2 separate regions of the Mus musculus genome follow, and region 2 is linked to region 1. The links are chromatin contacts, called in public Hi-C maps. All regions are on one chromosome and are shown on one strand. Each heading gives the region's core, a stretch centred on a gene start, on an enhancer-like site or on the middle of the called end of the contact. The rest is flanking DNA. Distances are from core to core; before and after follow the strand shown. Region 1 has its middle 51 kb from the start of Eya1. Region 2 has its middle 180 kb from the start of Msc.

What was found. Hi-C and Micro-C count contacts between places; a contact is called where the count stands out from the background.
Region 2: a Hi-C map of the N1E-115 cell line shows a contact between it and region 1, with 4 times the contacts expected there. The contact joins two enhancer-like sites. A contact is called at or near these places in 4 of 484 Hi-C or Micro-C datasets (the N1E-115 cell line, embryonic stem cells and uterus).

Annotation. Positions count from the first base shown.
Region 1 is chr1:14,358,181-14,365,095 of GRCm38.p6, forward strand. No RefSeq gene overlaps it. Among named protein-coding and RNA genes, the nearest start is that of Eya1, 51 kb to the left of the region's middle. Within about 2 kb of position 1,526, at least 13 of the 459 cell types and tissues checked have an H3K27ac peak or open chromatin away from gene starts, as enhancers often do. A contact at or near this core is called in the N1E-115 cell line, where this site is marked.
Region 2 is chr1:14,568,349-14,575,263 of GRCm38.p6, forward strand. No RefSeq gene overlaps it. Among named protein-coding and RNA genes, the nearest start is that of Msc, 180 kb to the right of the region's middle. Within about 2 kb of position 2,558, at least 16 of the 459 cell types and tissues checked have an H3K27ac peak or open chromatin away from gene starts, as enhancers often do. A contact at or near this core is called in the N1E-115 cell line, where this site is marked.

The DNA.
Region 1 (6,915 bases), core at 276-2,775:
CTCTGATGGACGTCTTCAGTCATCTTCTGATGAAGGCAGCCCAACACAGTTCATAAGGAATGGGTCAGTCCCAGATTTTTTTTTCTAGATTCATTTGAATATATAGTTCATCCACAATGTCAAAGTCGTCATTTTTCAAAAATCTCCTTTGTGGGTTTTTGGTTTTTGGTTTCGTTTTGTTTTCTTCCTTCCTTCCTTCCTTCCTTCCTTCCTTCCTTCCTTCCTTCCTTCCTTCCTTCCTTCCTCTCTCTCTCTCTCTCTCTCTCTCTCTCTCCCTCCTCCTCCTCCTCCTCCTCCTCCTCCTCCTCCTCCTCCTCCTCCTCCTCCTCCTCCTCCTCCTCCTCCTCCTTCTTCTTCTTCTTCTTCTTCTTCTTCTTCTTCTTCTTCTTCTAGCATTAGACCACTAAAATTAACAAATGAGCTTGGACATTGACTTCTTTGAGGAAAGGGAAATGGTTTTGTACACTTCTTGGGCAGGTTTGTTTGATTTTAACCAGTAAACTGCACCTACATATAACTCAAACATTTTTACTTTAATAGATGATTTAAAAATATCTGGTTGCTTGAGCATGAAATGAAGCAGTAAGAAAAGTATTTTTAAAGAATGCTGCTAAATACCCTCCAAAATAACCATCTTTGTAATTTAGACACTTTTGGTAGGGTTGTTGAATATGCTAAATTACAAAATATCTGCTAATGAAATACAGATTTATTTGGGGCTGAAAAGGCACAAGCCAATATGGAGTAGGCCTTTGCTAGGATTCCTTGGTGTGACAAATAGCTCAAAGTGGTATAGACAAGGAGATAAGAGTCTGGCACATAGTAGGTTCTCAGTAAACGTTAGGCCTGAAACCCTAAATGTGTTGACTAGAGAGTTTGTACTGATGTTTCCCAAATCATCCTATGTCATGGAAAGAAGACTTAGCATTTCTGGCCAGTGACTGTGATGCCTCACACGGTAGGTCCTTTACATAGTTACACAGTTCTTATGTGGGTAGCACTGCTGTTTCATTATTCTTAGAGCTTAAAAATAAATCAAACTGTAAATAAGATAATATTAGCATTTACAATTAGTGTTTTAAAATTTGGATCATGTGGGCAAAAGATACATTATACCTTAGTGTTGGCATTATCAATACAACTAAGTGCCCTGTGGCAAATAGCTATGAACATAGGAACTGATGGATAAGGGTGTATGTATATGCATCTTTATACATAAAGAAATAAATTTATGTGCTAAAAATAATTTAAAATCACCATTAAGTCATACTTTAGTATCATGGTCTAAGCTGTTTAAATTTTATTTTGTATAAATGTATTAATCCACAATAAAATGTATTCATCTTATTACAAAAGATATAACTAGTGGCCTCCCAAGAGGTCCACTAATACCTTATGATTTTAAAAGTATTTTAAATTTGTTTTAATTGTGTGTATGTATGTGAATGTGAGTATCCAAGGAGGCCAGAGGCATCAGATCCCCTAGAGCTCAAATTACAGGCAGTTATGAGCCACCAGACGTGAGGCTGGGATCCAAACTTAGGTCTCTGGAGGAACAAAATGCACTCTTAACTGCTGAGCCATCTCTCTAGTCACAGTACCTTGCCATTAATGAAGGCTCCCTGCTAAGTCTTTTACATTAGTTATATCATTTTTTTTTTCTATAACTGTAGGAGAATCATGTAAAGAAAGGACAGACATTATCTCTGTGCCTGTTACAATTGCAGGAAACTGTGGTTCAGAGAAGTGGTGTGCTACCCAGAATCTCACACAGCCTGTCAGGGGGCTGGGGAGCTTATATTAAATGAGAGAGAGAGAGAGAGAGAGAGAGAGAGAGAGAGAGAAAGAGAAAGAGAGAGAAATTGAGAATAGGATGAAAGTCATAAATCAGTAATGTTTGGAATGGTGCCCTGAGTCATCTCCCTGATTTGGGCTAAGAACATCCAATTGTGTCATGTCTAGAAATAACTCATGGTAAATAATTTATCCCCTTGGGGAATACTGGAGCCAGCCCATCTGGGATGCCAGCCAAGGAGTTGTTATCCCTGAAGCCAACCAGGTCTTGGTCTACAAGGTATCCTGAAACAGCCAAAAATGGAGAAGGGTATAAGTGTGGAGTCGGCACAGAGGGCAAGCAAAACTACCTGAGTCATGTGGGAGCACTGCTAACAGGCAAGCTGGGGGATGAAGGAGCAAGCAAAGTCAGAGTGAAAAGCAGAAAGCAGCAGCAGCAGCAGGAGGAGAACAAAGAAGCAAAACCTCCAGGGCACAAGGTCAGAGGTCAGGGTGGGTTGGCTTCAGTGTTTCAACAAAGTCTTTCTAGTCAAGATAGACACCCCAAGCCCTCCAGGAAATAAGAGAAAACTTGCCAGTTACAGATAACCTGGGATGTTATGGTTTATACCGTCCTCTCTCTAATATTAACTTGGATGCTTGAAATCTATTAATACCTCTGTTGAATATAGATCATATTCTCTGAGCTCTGTTAGATATATAGAAGAGATAAAATATAGTCCTTAGTTCTGATGTGTACTTTTTGGTAGGGAGAGGAGGGCGGTTTCTCTGCCTGTGTCCCTCTCTCCAGAGTTTACATTTACTGAGCATCTTTCTCACATGGCCCATGCAGCGATCGTGTCTAACAGTTGTTCTGTTCACCTGTCTCCTGACCACAGCACTCTCTTTAGTCTTCCTTTTGCTTTCACTCTACTCCGAGGCCCCCAAACCAGACCCCAAATTCCTAATGTCACTGTTCGGTAGATGATTTAGATCTCTGGATATTTAGACACACAGGCCTTATTTTTTACAGTTAATTTCAGAATAAAAAGAAGGAATGAAAGAAAGAAAGAAAGAAAGAAAGAAAGAAAAGAAAGAGAGAAAGAAAGAAAGAAAGAAAGAAAAGAAAGAAAGAAAGAAAGAAAGAAAGAAAGGAAGGAAGGAAGAAAAGAAGGAAGGAAGGAAGAAAGAAAGAAAGAAAGAAGAAAGGAAGGGAGAGAGAGAAAGAAAGAAAGAAAGAAAGAAAGAAAGAAAGAAAGAAAGAAAGAAAGAAGAAAGGAAGGAAGGGAGAGAGAGAGAGAAAGAAAGAAAGAAAGAAGAAAGGAAGGAAGGAAGGAAGGAAGGGAGAGAGAGAGAGAGAAAGAAAGAAAGAAAGGAAGGAAGGAAGGAAGGAAGGAAGGAAGAAAGAAAGAAAGAAAGAAAGAAAGAAAGAAAGAAAGAAAGAAAGAAAGAAGGAAAGAAAGAAAGGTAGATCTCAAGGTCCTAGGGTAGGAAATGGGATTAACTATAACGAAACCAACATCTTTATGAAGAAACTGCTTTAGGCCATCAAAGTAAAGTTATTTGTATTGAACTCCCTAAGAAGACACTGTGCACCAGTATTTTGGGGACCTATTTAATTACGAGTTCCTGCTTCTTAAGAAACTCAAGAGAATGCTTCGAGAACAGTCTGCTACTAAAATAGAGTGTGGCAGGTATCTCCTTCACACAACCTGTAAACCCGACACTGTCATGCATGCATCTGTCTACCATGATGTTTTTCCAAAGCCATTCTGCTGCATAGATGACCTACCATATCACAACTTTCGGGGTTGGTCTATGATTGTAGAGTCTACACCGGACAACTTGTCACAGTGCCTGCCTCCATTTACTCCACTGGTCTGAAACACTCCTCTCTCCCGACTCATCATCCCAGCCTCCCCATATTGCATAGAGAAATAAGATTATTTTTCGACTACTACTATCTTATCCTTCCCTCTACTTCCCTCTCATTTCAGCGTTGCCCAAGTATTCCTGCAGTTTTTCTCAGGAATTTCCTTCTAAGTTTTTGCCATATGCATAACTATGGGGTATATATATCTTGCATTCTTAAAGACACCATCAGCCTCTGAGGACCATAGTTTTGTTTTCAATAATTTTATACTTAAGGCTTAGAAGAACCACCCACACCTAGATGTAAACAAAGACAGTATACCAAGAGTAATAAGTGGAGATAATTACACTTTAGAAGCTCTGTTGTGAATCTTTGCCCCGACAGCACCTGACTGACAGAGGAGGCTGGATATACTATGCCAGTGCATCCAGAATGGTTGCCCTGGGTCTGCCCACTTTCCTGTTGGCTTTGGGTGATAGAGTGACCCAAAAGCTTTCGCTGAGTTGTCATAACAAAACACTGCATGAGACTCTTGCTCTTTTCAAGACTAAAAATGTATTTTCTTCTTCTAGGGACTTATGTTTCAACACCACGATATCTGTAGTCCCTTCCAAAGCCACAGTCTTCAGTTTTCAGATGGCTGTGCTGTTTTCTTTCCTGTGTTTCTCCCCCTCTGTGTAGGGGCATGCTGGCACCAGTTCTATTACATTGGGATCCACTCAATGACATTATTACCTTCATCTTCTCTATAAAGGCCTGATCTTTCAATGCAATCATATCACTAAAGGTAACATTAACACAAACTTCCAGATGACATAACTTGGCCTATTCCATACACCTTTGAGTAACAAAATTCAAGTGGATAGAACCAACCCTAGTGCTAAACTAAAGACAAAAGGAGGAAGACTAGATGTTATAAGATTAGCTCCGGTTTTCCTCTAACTCTGCATTCTATGTTGCTTTAGATGTCTTTGGACATATTACTGTTTATTTCTGGGTAATGCATAGTTCACAGTATTGGGACTTTTGAATTAGGAAGTGCTTGCCTTTTCTGTTGCAGGCAACAGAACAGGCAAAAGATCCAATGAGGCTTAAAGGTACTAGTAGCATTAGCTAGCTATCTGGTCAGCTTCAGCTAGCCTTGCCCACACTTAGTACCTGTGGGGCAGTGAGCTGTGCACAGACAGCCTGGTCCCAGGTAGAGCAAAGGTCTTGGAACCTCAATGACTCAGTGGGTGGCAATTTCTACCTGCATGGGACAGAAGGTGTTCGGTCACAACTCCTGGTCCCTGGCTCCTGTCATGTAGCTACAGCTTCCCACAGTCCCCCCAGTCCCCGCAGAGAGGTGTGTGGCCATCAGTCATGTAGGATCCCTCCCACATGCAAATAAGGTTTCCCCAAAGCTCTCAGACCAAACCAATGAGAAGTACCTGTGTTGTCAGACCTTTATCCACCTCAAGACTATATAAGAATCCAATCCAGAAGGATTAAAGCTGTGTGAGAGCTACTCTATCATCTGAGACTTCTGTCCTAAAAACTGTAACACTTGGGAAGAGGTCTGCTCTCTCACAGCGCTGCCTGAAGCTCCGGAGCCCTCCTCACTGACTAGTTGGCAGTCTCATCAACCCAGCCTGACCCGACTCAGTGCAGGGCTACACAGAGTAACCAAGTAACCTGGAAGGCACGGCAGAAATGGAGGTGGAGCCAACTGCAGCAGCAGAAGCAGTGGAGGCCATTTTCCCTCCCTGCCCACACTTGCTTCTCCTCCCTGGAACTCTCGCACCAGGATGGGCCAGAGTTCTCCATCGAAAGCCTCTGGTATGCAGGCCCACAGTACCTTCACATAAAGGAAGTCTCCTGCAGCATCAAGTAGATGTACTTCTAGAAGTAAGAAAGTGTATATTTAATTTTACTCAGAATGACCCATAGAACTCTGGTATCTAAAAAATAAAATCACCTGTATATACAAAAAGGTGGAAGGAAAGATTTGAAACAAATAAAAAAAAATGAACATGAAAGTTCAGGATACTCCAGTTTCTCTAGAATATTTCTGTCTTGGGAATTAAATAAGTACCATAACATTTTAAGATCACATGAATGGCTTTAAATGAAACAGAAGCAAGTTCCTATGGTCAAGTAGGGAGAGAAGCATTGAAGAGGCATGGAATGCAGCTAGTACCTTACATGGCAATCAATACAGTAGGAAGCATGCTTATCTGCTGAAGTTAGGGAGCTGTGACTTCAATGGGGGAGTGGGGTGAAGAAGCTAACAATCCCCAAGGAAACAGATGCCAGGGAGAAAGTACATTCTAGACTCCAGGAAGAGTGAAGACAACGGTCCTAAGTTAAAGAGTGATGCTCTGAGGAATAACAAACCAGAAGCAAGGCTGAAGCATCCACACTGATGCAGGGGAGAAGATGGAGTGATGAGGCAGGGCCAGACCCCCCCAGGCTCGAAAACTCCCATTGTTACTCCCTGTGAAGTCAGAATCCAAAGAGGTTCTGGGCAGTAGAGTGACAGGATCCCACATGCATCTTAGCAGAACACCTTAGCCAGCACAACGTACACACCCCAGGTACACACACCAGATCAGCCAGCACAACGTACACACCCCAGGTACACACACCAGGTCAGCCAGCACAACGTACACACCCCAGGTACACACACCAGGTCAGCACAACGTATACACCCCAGGTCAGCACAACGTACACACCCCAGGTACACACACCAGGTCAGCACAACGTACACACCCCAGGTACACACACCAGGTCAGCACAACGTACACACACCAGGTACACACACCAGGTCAGCACAACGTACACACCCCAGGTACACACACCAGGTCAGCACAACGTACACACCCCAGGTACACACACCAGGTCAGCACAACGTACACACCCCAGGTACACACACCAGGTCAGCACAACGTACACACCCCAGGTACACACACCAGGTCAGCACAACGTACACACACCAGGTACACACACCAGGTCAGCACAACGTACACACCCCAGGTACACACACCAGGTCAGCACAACGTACACACCCCAGGTACACACACCAGGTCAGCACAACGTACACACACCAGGTACACACACCAGGTCAGCCAGCATAACGTACACACACCAGGTACACACACCAGGTACACACACCAGGTACACACACCAGATACACACACCAGGTACACACACCAGGTACACACACCAGGTACACACACCAGGTCAGCCAGCACAACGTACACACCCCAGGTGGAACAGAGCGGGAAGAG
Region 2 (6,915 bases), core at 1,308-3,807, 210 kb after region 1:
AAGGCTTGGCCTTGACTTTGTAATCTGGGATTGGGTTTTCTCATTTGTTAAATGGAGTTTCTATCTTTCCATATTAGTTTAAGACAGTTTGAGACTCAAAAGGAATGAACAAAGAAAAATAATATGAAATAGCTTTGACAAGCTTGTATGAGATATATACAACAAATTTATCAATTTAGTAACAATTTGCCAAAGTAGGTTACTGAAGAATTAGACTGGTAGCTTGATTTCATTATTTGCCAAAATTTAAAAGCATCTATAAAAATTTCAAAGATGACACAGAAATTATGGCCTGCAAGAGACAAGCAGTAAAACAACCAAGCACAGCAAATTCTCTTTCATGCCGATTTGAGTTTCTGTGACAATCAATGAGAGATGGCATAAAGTCATGATTCTGCAATGGCATGCAGCCGTTTTGAGCATGAGTAGATGGCGGTTTAGAGACTACTGTCTGATTTCTGAGATGTAGGGCTGGGCAGGTCTGGATAAACTCATGACGATATACTACCAAGTGAGCTCTAATGTTACCTGACGTGTCAGGGACAAACACAAATCAGTAAACACTGAGCTATAAAAATGGCACGTGAACCCCTCATTTGGTAGGGTGAATTTTTCTATATTATCACAGTATGAAAACATTTCCCCGTAAATTGCATAATAAAACCTATGGTTAAATGCTAATCTTAGGAATCTGAGGGCCAGCCACATAATTTTAAAATATTCAAATAGCACATTTTTGATTTCAAGTAAATGACTAATCATTTTCCCTATGATATTTTCCAAAGGAAAACCAACTTAGTATATTAGATATTGGATTAGTAATTAGTGATTATTTTTAAAAATTGGCAAAATCTAAACATGAGAGAGGATGCAGTGATATGCAAGATAATTAGATTCCCATCTTTTTGAAATTAGTAAAATACTTGAAGTAACAGTGAAATTAAAGAAAAAGTTACTTCATGTATTTCAGATTAATGGGAGAATATAATAGTGAATTTATTTTCTTAAAATATATTTATTATTCATCTACTAAATATTAATTATATTAATACTTAACATCTACATAATAAAGAATGTCTTTAATGGAATATTCAATAATATTTGATATTATATTGTTAATAAATATCTAACAAATACACAAACCTGTTTACTATTTATCTAACAAATCTGGTTTAGTGTGCTGTGTGTGTTGTATATGTGTATGTGTGTATATGTGTGTGAGTGTGGATGTGTCCACACATGCCATGATATTTGTGTGCAGGTCAAAGGAGAACTGGTGGGAGTTGGGTCTCTTCTTCTAGCAGTGGATTCTGAAACAAACCATCAAGCTTGGTGGCCAGCCAGCACCTTTATCCAATGAGCTACCACATTACACTTGATTTTAATGAAGTTAAATTAACTCAAGCTTATTTGAAATGAGTAGATACTTTGTAATTCACTTGGAAAGAATGACGAATTTATGACAAATTCAAATTTGGTAATGAAGTCAAATTTTTGAGTAAAAGCATATTAAAGCAAAAAAACAATGGTATAGGAAGAGAAATAGAAACATATTTGCTGAGAAATTTAACAATAATTTTTGAACTGTACTAAAAATATCCCAAGGTATTCTTAAAAATTTGTAGTAAAAACATCAAAGTATAATTGATACCTACAGTTTTCTTTTGCTTAAAACGGCCCAGTTTTCCTAAAACAAGGGATATGTAGTTAGTCACTGAAAAGCAACAATGGAGGAGAAAAATCTCTTTCTGATGTGCTGCTGAAGTAACATCTGTTTTGTGTAGCATGGACAGGAGGGCAGTGTTTAATTCATCCATGCTTACAGCTGCGTAGAGTGTAAGAATGTATAAAATATAATGTGATTTACTGTGTTTTGTTGTGAAACCCAATAGTAAAATGGTTCAGATGCCCCTGAACATAATCTGGAACTGCATAGACTCGTACACTTCATTAACAGACTGCACATGTCCTGATAGCAGAGCTCTCCAATGGAGAATAGGCTGCTCTGCAGCTGTTAGCTCTATGCAGTAAAGGGGCCATTTGCAAATCTCTTTAATAGCTTTGCCATTTTCTACCACTTGAATGAAAATGATAATGTGTGGATCTCACAGTCATTAGGAACTTTCTCTTACTCCTTTAGGATTAATTTTCGCTGACCCAGAATTTTATATTTGTTTAACACAAACCTAGGGCTACTTTGATGTTATCTGCTTCTATAAACAGTAATATACAGTCCTCTCTTGGGCTAAAGCAGCTTTTATTCCAGTGAGAATTGATGGTATTAATCATTCTGAAGTCCAAGAGTGCTGACCATAAATTGTGTGCTGGGCCTGGCCTAGTACCTCCCAGGCCTGCATTCATCAGCACGTGCCCATTTCCACCTAGACAGGAGGACATAAAGAGTCATTTATCTCAGAACTCAGGTTTCGTGACCCGCTTCCTGACTACTTGTCAGAAGAGACATTCAGTAACAAATAAATATTTGTTCTACCTTTTGACATAAAGACCTAAATTAGCTGCCATCTCTAAAGTCTGATCCCCTCAAGTGGTCAGACTGGGAAATGCACATCGTGCTCTTCCAAGAGAAAAACCAAATGGCAGCCAATACAGGGATTCACATCCAAGTCCTGTCGAAAATAAGAGACGCAACTTTGAATCATCACCAGGATCTCAGCCCACGTTTACTTTTTACCATATATTATAGATAAAAATGTCAGCCAATAGTTTAGGAACTGCCAGACTTGGAAAGTGTTTAGAAGACATCATTTATTAAAATAATAAACATCTGCACAGAGCTACAGAACTATTCATTTCAAATAAAAACTGACCAAACTCCAGATCAATATATATCAAGATAAAAAGTGGACATCAACTCTCTTATGCAGACATCCATCGTGGCATGGTCTCCCTCCCATCCATATTTAGATTCCACAAGGGGGTTGAGCTTGCTAATTTCATTTTCAGGGCAGGGAGGTGATACACTCTGGTAAAGAAGAGGAGAAGGCAGAGCCCCAGGACAATAACCAGAAGGGCGGCCTGGAAGCTGGATGGCAATCTTAAATTTCAGATTCTTTTGCCTCTGTATGATCTTATTTTGTAGCTTCTGGTCGTCCCCCCCCCCCCTTCTCAAATCATTACTGAAAGAAGGCAGGCCCACACATACAGAACTCAAACTCTTGATGATGGTAACATATTTGCAATATTTCTGGTTTTAACCTAAACACAATTTGGATTTTGTAAATTTCAAATCTCTCCCTGTTTTGTCGTGAGTGTGTGGTTGTGTGGTTTTAAAATTGTGCTGGACTCCAAACTGATCACTCTGTGAGTTTACTGTACATTAAAAATACCCCAAACCCTATCATTGAACGCAATAGAAACTTGAATAAGCCCCTTCCAAATCCAATCACAGTAGTAAACCTGTAAGGGTTTTTGTTGAGTGAAAACTGAGGAGATTAAAAATCTTGCAAACATGCTCTTTTTAAAATTGCAGCTATAAATTTCACATTAGTTTTTGTTTTTTTAATCAGGTGACTGAAACCAGAGTGGAAATGTTTGGTACCCAAAGCTACTCTACGGACTTGCTTTTCACATTTTTCCCCCCTTCTGGAAAATAAAATGCAGTTTGTGTCAAGTTCTCTTCTCTGAGCTCAACTTCCCTGGTATAACAGTAATTCCTAGCTAGATGACTGGAGACTGAGGCTCCTGTGTTTGAAGAATGCCTGAATTTGACCTTTATAAACGGCATTGTTCACTATGTGCTCTGGACCAGCAGAGATTGAAGAATGATACCAATGTCCTTGTCCTCATTGAGGACTTGAGAACGTTGCTCCCTGTAGGTTACAGTCTCGATGGTGTAGAAAAATATCCATGACATAAGTGTCTGGTGATTTCTGTTCAGAATATAGGAAACTTCTCATAACTCATTGGTGAAGGCAATCAATCCAATTAAAAATTAGACAAAATATTTGAATAGCTATGTATGCATTAAGATATATGATATCCAATAGACATAGAACAACATGCTAAACCTAAGCCTTAATGAGTTTCCAGTTCCCATGGCAATGATATACAAACAGTAACATGTGCTAAAAACGATGCAAGAAAACTGTAACTTTCATACAATACTTGTGGGAATATAAGATTGTAGAGGGATTGGGGGATTGTCAGCTATCTGACACAGTGACTGCATTTCTCAGGGTCTATACAACTCCCCACAAACGTCTTTGCATGAATATATGATTTTGAGAACATGCCTAACCAGAATGTATATAGTTGTGCTTCAGCTGATGAACATGTAAACAGACTGTGATAAGGGCAGACAGCACAACCCTGTTCTGTAACGAAAATATCAGGTAAGTATGTGAGTTGTCACATAGAAGAACCTCAAAAGAAAGGTACAGAGAACATTGTATTTTCTGGGCTCAAAGAAAAAAGCCAGTTATGAAAGATCCCACATCACATAAGTGTATTTGTACGAAATTTCTAGAAAATTTAAATTAAGAGAGAAAGAAGAAAAGAAAAGAAAAGAAAAGAGGAAAGAAAAGAAAAGAGAAGGGAAGGGAAGGGAAGGGAAGGGAAGGGAAGGGAAGAAGGGAAGGGAAGGGAAGGGAAGGGAAGGGAAGGGAAGGGAAGGGAAGGGAAGGGAAGGGAAGGGAAGGGAAGGGAAGGGAAGAAGGAAGAAGGAAGCACAGATTTGCTTTAGGCTGAGGGTGAGAATGGAGAATGGATAATAGAAATAGGTGATCTTTTAGGATGTTGAAATCATTCTGAAATTACACTGTGGCAATGGCCTTATGACCCTATAAATACACCAAGGCATTTTAGATTGTACTTAAATCAGGTGAAAAGTAACTCGTTAGCATGAAAATTATATCGCAATAAAGCAGAGTCAATGAGATCACAGGGTAGCTCTGCAAGCTGGCCAGTAAAGAGCTATGTCATTAACTTTAAGAAAAACATAGAAGTGTTTTAGCAAGGAGTGGGCAGTAGATATGAAGAAATAGGATTTCCATGGTGAAGAATGTTGCTGTGGCTAACTTATGCCAATGGGTTAGCTTTAGAGGTGGGTCATGCAGATACTTTCTGTGTTCACCAAGTCCCAGGGCCCTAGCTCCAGAGTCTCTCTGGACTGACTTGCATGTATTTTCCCATGTGTTTCTTCATGTGCTCCACAATGGGTTCTGAAGTGGGAGTGATGTCTTACTTAGCCTAGCATCTTTAGTATCCAACACACAGTATGGCATTCACCCGGCTCTCACTAAAGTTTACGAGACACATGGTGCTGAAAGAAGCATGGAATCATGGGAAATGTTCAATCAGAGGTCTCTTACTCTTTGATGACTTGACAGACTGCTTGGCTTTTGTTCCAACTGGTAGTCTTGCCAGCAATGGGATCATAGTCTGGTTCTTTTTTTTTTTTGGCGGGGAATGGAGATGCTACCTTGGTGGTGTGTTAGATGCCCTGACTTAAGTTCTTTGGGGGCACAATATGTCACAAAAGCCCCAACCAATGAAAAATTATTTGTAATGAGAGTGTATTCTCTGTGTGCCTATTGCAGTTGATAAAACTTGGGAACATAGTTATAATTTAAGTATTACTCTAACTTTGTATACTTTTGTCCTAAACTCTAAACAGACTGGTTCAGTAGGTTCTACATGGTTAGCTGAAATAAATAAAGGTTTATTAAAACTGACTCTGCTGCTAAATTGATGCACACTATAGGTATGGTAAGCATTTTTTTGGCCATGCTCCTGTAAATACTATCTCACTTGCTTCATTAATAAGAGAAAAGAAAAAGGATAGCCTTCAACCAACAAGTACCTGAAAAGAAAGCCAAACCCAGGCAACTCCGAAGAGTCTTCATTCAGTCCACGTACATGCCAAACATGCACAGGATATGTTAAAGAGAATTCACATTCAAAACAATGGCCACCAGACTCCCAATGATCCTAAACAAGAAGTAAAGACTCCTTTCTGTTGTGTAAAGGCTTAGAAACAATACTTAAAAGCAAAGAATGGCTGGGGAAGTTAATAGAACAGAATCATTTCCTATCACTTTATTTATTTGAAAATCTATTATGCCACAGGAACAAAAAGTGGCATCAATCAAATTTCATACACATTTCTCTGTTCTCTCTTAGGCAAAATCTGCTCCTCAGCTGAAGAGTTACTAACAGTCTCATAATCTTTTTCCACACAAAATTTCTGACCCCTTTATCCCAGACAAAGCTAAATAGACATTGAAAAAACTTGTCCAACAACCATTTCAATCAACTGTACAGTTTAATTTTTTTCAAGTTCAAATTGTCCTGTTACTTAAATTGATGGATTATTTTTGCAGTTGTGTCGGGGGGGGGGGGTTGGCATACATCTTGATGTGCTGTAGTGAACTTTGCCAAGGGCTTCATTATTTTAGCCAATACAGTCTTCTAGTTCATACAAGTAGTCTGGAGTTTTCAAATCACTTCATTAAAGCTTGGCTAGCTTTTCACAATTTGCTTTTCTCATTGAGCTCTTCCTAAAATGACTATCTGATGCCCTGAGGTTTGGATGTATTTGAGTAATTTAAAAGAAGAAAAAGAAAAGGCACCAGAGGTAAAACTATGTTTCTTTCATGTTGCTATCACTCAAAAATAAAAGCAGATTTCTCTTAGTCTAGACCCTTACCCACAAATCAACTTTGGGAAGCATCAAACAGTAATTTAATTTCAAAAGAAAAATTTCAGAAAATGACATAAGCCATTCTGATTGTATTGCTAAACAATTTGGAATTCATCTCTAGCACAGGGGCTTTATAGAATCCATGTGCTGGTTTCAACATTTGGACTTTAATAATTTAGATTATAGGTATGATACAAACCAGCTGCATCGTTCTGGCTGTGAGCAATAAGTTTTCATTCCCCAACTGGCCTGGG